Linked DNA regions of Hordeum vulgare: regions 1 and 3 are each linked to region 2. A link is a contact called in public Hi-C data. All regions are on one chromosome and are shown on one strand. The core of a region is the stretch at or near the end of the contact, and the rest is flanking DNA. Distances in the headings are between cores, read along the strand shown.

Region 1 (2,700 bases), core at 148-2,647, 260 kb before region 2:
CTGTCTAGTGGAAAACCATTAGAGACGAATGGAAAATCTTGGTGGCACCGATTTTGATGTTTAGTCTTTGGAGAGAGAACTTTTGTGGGAGAATGACTGGGTATTTTTGGTAACTATCTCTAACCATATGAGCAACCAATTCATCATAGATACCTCACCCTTTTAGTAGTATTGACTTTTCTATGGACTCAAATATGATTTTTCACAAATATAAAATGCTGAGTCGCTTGGCCAATCCTATTTCTTTCCTAGTAGCCACGCGTTCTCCTCACGATCCTTAGCCAATGCATCTTTGAACTTTTCTAAAATATATTTGGATAATGACACATATGTTATGATTAATTATCAAAACCACCTTAGACAAAAATTGTGCTTTCAATCGCGCAAATAGCACGCACGCGAGCGTGTAGCAATTCCCGTTGCCTTAGTGAGATCATCGATCCAGCCATCTAGCGCCTCCCGACGGTCGAGCGCGTCTGGTTCGAGGCGAAAAAGGCGGCCATCACCATCGACGAAGTTGCGGCAGCACATGTTGCACATTGAACGAGTACCACCTCACGTATGGGCTCTCCAACTCTCTCATGGAGCACCACCTCGGCGTTGGCAAGTCCGTGATGGTGATGGTGACGGCGAGTAGAACTGCGGTGGCAAGTAGTTTAAGTATAAATATGAACTAGTTTACGTTAAAAGTATGTTTTTTGAATTATATTTATGTCGCGTGGTATGAACTATGTTTAAAATTTCCGTTTTATTAAGCTCGTATGAACTGTGTTTATATGGAACTCTAATGGTGTTTAAATGGCACGAACTACTAATTAAAAAAGGTGAGTGGAAGTTTAATAATATTTATAGGATCAATTCTGTCTGTGCGTCTGCTGTTCGTCTGCCGTACTGTAAATTTCCTTTATGAAAAACTGTAAAACGAATGCTCAGTAAAGACACGAATGAAAAACTGTAAAACGAATGCTCAGTAAAACTGTAAAACGAATGGCACGAAGATGTGGTGAAGGTGAAAATAGGTCCGGATCATGGCAGTAAAGACACCGTATCATGTAGATTTTGTCACAATGCTCAGTCGGCAAGTTCTCCAAACTTCCAATCGAGGAAAGAGATATCCGTGAATTCTGGAATCTGGCGTTTGCACCTGCGTCGCAGCACATGCCCCAATAGCTTATCCACCTCACTTCACTGCAGCAACAAAAACAAAAGCCAAGCCCCATTTGGTCTTATCAGCAAATTATATAGTCCTCCTACTCGTACAAATAAAATTCAGACGAAGAAAATAGTTCAGTTTTCAGTTCCATCAAGGACACCACGAGAGGGTGCGGAGCCTCGTCCACCACACACCCTCGCCTCGTTGTATTTTACTACCTACCTCTTCTCCCCCGCTCCATAAATACCACCTTCCTCCCGTCACTCCCCCACCACACACAAGCTCCAACTCCATTTTTTTCCAGCGAGAAGAAACCACACACACTGATGGCGAAGGACGAGGTGATGGAGACCGGCGGCGGCGGCGACTTCGCGGCCAAGGACTACACGGACCCGCCGCCGGCCCCGCTGGTGGACGCGGCGGAGCTGGCGTCGTGGTCGCTGTACCGCGCCGTCATCGCCGAGTTCATCGCCACGCTGCTCTTCCTCTACATCACCGTGGCCACGGTCATCGGGTACAAGCACCAGACGGACCCCGCGGTGAACAGCGCCGCCGACGCGGCGTGCGGCGGCGTGGGCGTGCTCGGCATCGCGTGGGCCTTCGGCGGCATGATCTTCGTCCTCGTCTACTGCACCGCCGGCATCTCCGGGGGCCACATCAACCCGGCCGTGACCTTCGGCCTCTTCCTGGCGCGCAAGGTCTCCCTGGTCCGCGCGCTGCTCTACATGGTGGCGCAGTGCCTCGGCGCCATGTGCGGGGTCGGCCTCGTCAAGGCCTTCCAGAGCGCCTACTTCGTCAGGTACGGCGGCGGCGCCAACACGCTCGCCGCCGGATACTCCAAGGGCACCGGCCTCGCCGCGGAGATCATCGGCACCTTCGTGCTCGTCTACACCGTCTTCTCCGCCACCGACCCCAAGCGCAGCGCACGCGACTCTCACGTCCCGGTAAGCATGATACCTCCGGCTCCGGGCTACACAATTCTTTTGAGAAAGTAAAGTTTTCTGTTTTGAGCAAAAAAGTAAAGCTTTTTTTCTTAGAGCTTAGCTTAAGATAGCATGCCATGAGGACAGATCGTCCAAACGAGCAGAATGATACTCCATATGAACAAAAAGGGGGAAAAGCAAGAATATCGTATCCTCCTAAGATGAACAAAACGGGAAGAATGATGTACTCCTTTATGATTTTATCCTATATATCATTAGAATGAACAAAAAGGACGTCAGGTATTTCTTTTTGAAAAAAAATAAGTGATGCCGTGATGCTTTAAAAAAGTGTTTATCCTTAACAGTGACATTAGTCTCCCCGTAGGCGTAAATGTGAATCGTAGCAGTTGTACTGGCACTGCAATTGACGGAAGAATGAAGGATCCTGATGAATCTAGTGGTGTGGTACACCTCCGCGTGGCCAGACAATTACTACTGTAATAAGTATGTTTACTATATTCCAGTTAAGTCCCATCCATGTCCTTGGCCCATGTGGCCCCAACAGTAAGCTGAGCTGTTTGGGTGTGATAACACGTGGTCGATTTCGTCCACGACAGCGCTGGT
Region 2 (2,700 bases), core at 23-2,522:
GACACAATACTTGGGTGCTGCTGCGGTTATGAATACAGGTTCTTTCATCATTGTCAGCCATACTGAAAAGTGAAAACGGGTACTCCTAGCCGATTAAGGCTTCCCCCCCCCCCCCCCCCCCCCCCGGTTTCTAGTTTGGTTAGAGTCCACCATTTCTTGGTACACCAGTAGTTGCTTCTTATTATGTAATGCATTAAGTAGTGTGCTTCAGGTCTCAGGACACTATTCAAAATCTAATATTTCCTTAATGTTAAAAAAGGCTAGCTCTCATGAAATACATATATTATACTTAAACCATGTACACATGTTTGCTTGTTGTTTCTTCAATAATAGGCTTTACAAAAGGTTGCTTCTACTTTGGTGTATGACAATGGCAGTTAGGAACTTAGGATCAAGTAGGTTTTACGTTCGAGTCTACAAACATGTGTCCATAAACTAATAATCTAGCACAACGGCCTTGAAATGAATGTTTCAATCAACCAAAGCATTTCTTTGGCATCCCCCAAAAGTTCATGCAGATCATGTCACTACTGACGAAATACTAAGCAGTGACACAATAACTCTACTTCAGCAACAAAGCCAGCAGAAGCACTGCTTCAAGATGGCAGGCGTTGATACTCTATTGCCCGGAATTGGAGAAAGAAAGGCTCTTCCCTGCTGCCCAGGCAACAACATGAATGGCCAAGGGGCATTGACCAGAATAATTCGGTTTCCCTTAGCCCCTTACCATCTCCTGAGGTGAGTTCTTACTTCTTAGTAGGCTGCCAGATCACAATAAGTAAAACCGCCCAAACTACCACTACCAGGATCTGTTTCAGGAAAGCGCGTGTGCAGAGAAGCAACGATTCTCGCGTTCCACAATCCACAGAGCAATACTCAGACCGGCCCAAGCTCTAAACGCAATTGATCCAACTTTCACGCTAATCAATAGTCAAATTCGGTCAACGAATCAGAGGGACAGGGGGGCGGAAACGTACGAAGTCGCATCGGTCGCAGGTGAAGGGGAGGAAATCGATCAGGTGGCAGTCGCCGACGCTGCAGTGCCGCCCCAGGTCAGGGAACTCCGGCGTGCCCATGGCCCGTCGGAACCGCGCGGCCTTCGGGAGATCCGAGCAAACTCGCCGACTCGCGCCCGTCCGCTCCGACGGCTGCCTCGGTCGCTGCCACCGGCAGGGAAGGGGGGGAGAAGGTCGCTCGCACGCACGCACGCGGAACGGCGGAAGGGGCACGAAATCGATTACAAAAACGTTTTGACGGTGTGTTTTCGGCCAGGCCCTCGGACTAGTCTGCAGTTTATGCCGGGTACTCGTATGACCGCGGGCCCGTATTAGTTGGTACGCGCTTTGTTTTGTGAGGGAAGGTGGAGTTTTTTTTTTATTGTTGTTGTTGTTGTTTGCAACGATGGGGAATGTGGAGTCGGTGGTGAGCCGGTAACGGGAAAAGTGTCAACGGTAGACAGTGGCGAAGCCAGGATTCGCCAAAGGCCCGGTCCATGCTTGCTACAGTGTTATTTACACTCCAGACTCCAGGTCAACTCCACCGCACGACTCCAAACACACGTCTGGTTTGATCAGATTTTGTTCGTTTTGAACGACAATGGGTTCGTTTATGTCTGCTTCTGTCCGTTGGGTTATACGTGCGCCCACCGCGCGGCCGCACCTCAAATCATGTCCGTGTTGAATGTGATTAAAAAAATAGAAAAACTTAACTAAAAAGTAAATAAACGCAGTTAAAAAAACTTAAAACATAACATTAACATAAAAAAGACCATTTTTTCACGACCACAAAACGGTCCAGTTTGACATAATTAACATTAAAAAAACGTCGATGTCGTGGCCGTCGCCGTCTTCACTGACCGTCGGTGTCGTCGTCATCGTCGTCGCTGACGAGGTCGACGTAGGCCAGCGGCGTCCAGAGGTGGGTCGGCGGTCCGTGGTGCGCGGGGGCGGGCTGGAAGCTGGCAGGAGCATGTAGCACCTCCTCCCGTGGCGAGGCGTCCCGCTCCGGTGACGGACGTCGCTCCACAGGACCGGCATCCTCGTCTCCCAGTAGCGCCGGCATACCTCAGCGTTGAGGTACTGCCGATCACGCTGACCGGCGGGCCTAGGGTCGATGGTGAAGGGAGCAGGCGCGGAGGCCCGCCGCGGTGACGATGCGGCCTCCTCCTTCACGGAGCCGCGACAACGTCCCGACGAGGAGCCAGCCTCGCGGTCGTGCTTCCCCTTGCGGTCGTGCTTCCACAGCCCCATGGCTGCGAGGTGGGCGGCCGACGAGTTCGAGGAGGCTAGGGTTTGGGTGTCGGGTTTCGAGGAGGCTGCGGGGTGGTGATGAGAAATGTGGACGACGACCGGTCCACGGCTTCCCCATTTAGGAAGGACCGTGACCGTTCCCTGAGCGGATGACAGGCGGGCCCGGGCGCTCATGCGCATTGATGTGGGTGGGTGGAAGATAGGTGGCCGCCTGCCACGCGGCCCCGACGCGGACGAGCGCGCGTCTGTTTGATGTCCCCCGCGACCCAAACCCCGCGCAAGTTTGCGCTCGAAATGGGTCGCCCCGGACACAAAACGGACAAGATGGGTCCAGACCGTCTCACGCTGGGGTGACCGGTTTGTCCCTTTTACCTTAAACGGACGGGGCCGGACAGGATGGGGTCGCGCAGTGGAGTTGGCCTAAGAGCATCTCTCTCAGATCCCTATAACT
Region 3 (2,700 bases), core at 73-2,572, 420 kb before region 2:
ATCCGGCGACGGGCGATGAGAGGAGATCTGGCAGCAGGGTTGACTTGGGGAGGGAGCTGCAGCCAGCGGCTCGGGCGGGAGTTGGAGCTGCAGCCGGCGACTAGCCAATGCAACAAAAAGTCCGAACTGATGGAAAGGGTTAGTGCAATCCACATATATTGAAACACCTCTTCTCACGTGTGACGGGGAAGACAAGTCAGAGGTCTCTACAAGTCAGAGGTCTCTACGTGGACACAAAGGGGGACTACCAGCAATTTTTTTAAATAAATTACGAAAGCCAGGACTTGAACTCAAGACTTTAGCTCTGATACCATGTTAAGCTTTATGCACTAGCCAACACAATCAAAAGTCCAAACTGATAGTCCAAACTGATGGAAAGGGTTAGTGCAATCCACATATACTGTAACAGGATGAACACCGGAGAGGGGTGCCGTTCACAGAGGATAGGTGGCGACCACGTAGACGGAGGATTGGATCGAGAGCACGAGTTGCGCGTGCGAAAAAAAACCCTAAGGCTCTAATACCATGTTAGGAAATATGCAGCTTGTATTTTGAGGAGGCCATAGGCCATTATATATACATGTACAGGTGTGGATATGTAGAAAATCCCTTATACAATGGGAAGTACGAGAGGTTACATGGCTATATATATAGTATTCTAACAAGGCCCACGTGTCATTGTAGTTGCCTATTTTTAATTACTCCCTCCGATCCAAAATAAGTTTGTGGTTTTAGTTCAGATTGATTTGGATCTGACATGAGAGAGGTCCACATGTCATTGTAGTTGCCAATTTTTAATTACTCCCTCCGATCCAGAATAAATGACGTGGTTTTAGTTCAAATTGATTTTGAGCTGACATGAGAGAGGACCACATGTCATTTTAGTTGCCTATTTTTAATTACTCCTTCCGATCCAAAATAGTAAGTGTCGTGGTTTCAAACTAAAACCACGACACTTATTTTGGATCTGAGGGAGTAGTTTACTTAATCTACATCCCTCCACCGACTCCCTCCCTCCCTCAGTGCCCTGCCCAGGTTTGCAAGTTTTTGATGATGGTGAAAACGGAAATGACCCTATGTGAGTCAGAATGGTCATGGAGGTGGTGTGGTGCACTGGTCGTAGAGATGAGAGATGAAGGGGACATGGAGGTGGCATACATAGAGACATGGTGTGGCGCACTGGTCGTAGAGATGAGAGATGAAGGGACATGGAGGTGACATTGTGTAGGGAGCTTTAAGACCGCATGAGCACGGGTACAAGCAGTGGCGGATCTAGGCCCCAGGCTTTGTAACACTGTAGCGAAATATTGTATCTTGAGGCCCAAAATGGTACAGTGTACAAAGGGGGCCGGGGGAGGCCCGTTGGGCTGGATCCGCCCCTGGGTACAAGGTAGGTAAGGCAAAAATGACCGTGCAGTCCGTATGCCCAGAGAAGGGCAGATAGGGAGATCGGCTGCATCCAGCATTTTAGCCAGCACAGGCAGATGGCCTTTTTTGGACAGGAAGTGAAGCAGTCAGATCCTTCTCATGGAACTAGAGTGGGCAATCAAGTTACTGATCACCCACCACACTCAATCTCCATCATCCGCACCTTCTGCTGTCAGATTAGGGATTTTGCTGTCACTGGGTGGTCTGCTGGCTTTGGGGGTGGGTTGCAGCTGCTCCATCGATGTGCACAGCTTTGTCTTTGCGTGGATCTGAACAATGGGCTGTGGCTGCTTGCCGTGTCACGGTATCAGTGAGGAAGAATTGAACAAGCAAAAGGAGAGAACAGCATGTTGTGCCCACCTGTCACACCATGCGTGCAAAACCACCCTGTGAAGCAACCTAGAATATAGTGGAATAAGGGTATTTGTAACTGTTTTTACAAACATTAGGTGGCTGGTTACCTGGGTTTAGCATTCAGGGGGTCATGTAGACTTCTTCCTTTGTTTAATGCGTTTTGCTTGCGAGTGTTGTTTTCCTTTTTGAGGAAAAGGCAGTCGTTTTCAGTTTTGGGTTGTCGTTTTTGAGTGCTTGGATTTCTGCAATTGCAGGTTGCTGCACTGGGGGAGCTTAAGAAGGAAGAGTTGATAGAGTTCTTTGATAATTATGTCAAGGTCGGCGCACCAGAAAAGAAGATCCTTAGCATACAAATCTATGGTGGTCTCCATGCCTCTGAGTACGAAAAGATTGTTCATGATGTTCCACCACCGCATTCGCATCGAATAACTGATATATTCAGCTTCAGGAGGTCGAGACCTTTATATGGTTCATTCAAAGGTGGTGCTGGTCAGATGAAGCTATAGGACAACTTTGTTTCGTGTCTTATTTACATTCAACTTGTATTTTTCCTAAAGAAAATAATGTGTGGGACAAATGTTCTCACTTTTGGCTAGGCTGAATATATTCCATACATATTAGTTTGAAGTTGTACATGTTGATGTTCGTTTCTATACCGACGATTAGACCTGAAAGTGTTCGACTGGCATACATTCTAAACCTGTTTATATCATGAATCAGAGGATGTAGCTAGCAACCAGCTGAGTACAAGTCAGAAGTAGAGTCTCTGCTACGGTTGTAATGTGATAGCATCTCCAACAGCCGCGCAACCGCCGTGGGCGCGAGCCGCTTTAGTAGGAGTTGCAGAAGAACGGCATGTGTGCCCAACACAAACAACACATGACACTTCAAATAAAAAAATCAATTAAAATCAAACAC

The links. Hi-C and Micro-C count contacts between places; a contact is called where the count stands out from the background.
Region 1: a Hi-C map of leaf shows a contact between it and region 2, with 5 times the contacts expected there. The contact joins the promoter of LOC123425636 here to the promoter of LOC123425638 in region 2. A contact is called at or near these places in 6 of 6 Hi-C or Micro-C datasets (leaf, seedling and an unstated tissue) and 1 of 1 datasets of contacts at active chromatin or transcription factors (embryo).
Region 3: a Hi-C map of leaf shows a contact between it and region 2, with 3 times the contacts expected there. The contact joins the enhancer-like site here to the promoter of LOC123425638 in region 2. A contact is called at or near these places in 4 of 6 Hi-C or Micro-C datasets (leaf and seedling).

The regions. Positions count from the first base shown.
Region 1 is chr2H:155,852,183-155,854,882 of MorexV3_pseudomolecules_assembly, forward strand. LOC123425636 (aquaporin PIP2-1) reads left to right here and starts at 1,398. Exons shown (of 3, transcript XM_045109333.1): 1 at 1,398-2,097. The coding sequence starts at 1,480.
Region 2 is chr2H:156,109,866-156,112,565 of MorexV3_pseudomolecules_assembly, forward strand. LOC123425638 (zinc finger AN1 and C2H2 domain-containing stress-associated protein 16-like) reads right to left here and starts at 1,273. Exons shown (of 2, transcript XM_045109335.1): 1 at 978-1,273. The coding sequence starts at 1,076.
Region 3 is chr2H:155,692,194-155,694,893 of MorexV3_pseudomolecules_assembly, forward strand. LOC123425635 (insulin-degrading enzyme-like 1, peroxisomal) reads left to right here. Exons shown (of 26, transcript XM_045109332.1): 26 at 2,037-2,435. The coding sequence ends at 2,288. Among protein-coding and RNA genes, the nearest start is that of LOC123425635, 28 kb to the left of the region's middle. Within about 2 kb of position 1,323, at least 3 of the 3 cell types and tissues checked have open chromatin away from gene starts, as enhancers often do. A contact at or near this core is called in leaf and seedling, where this site is marked.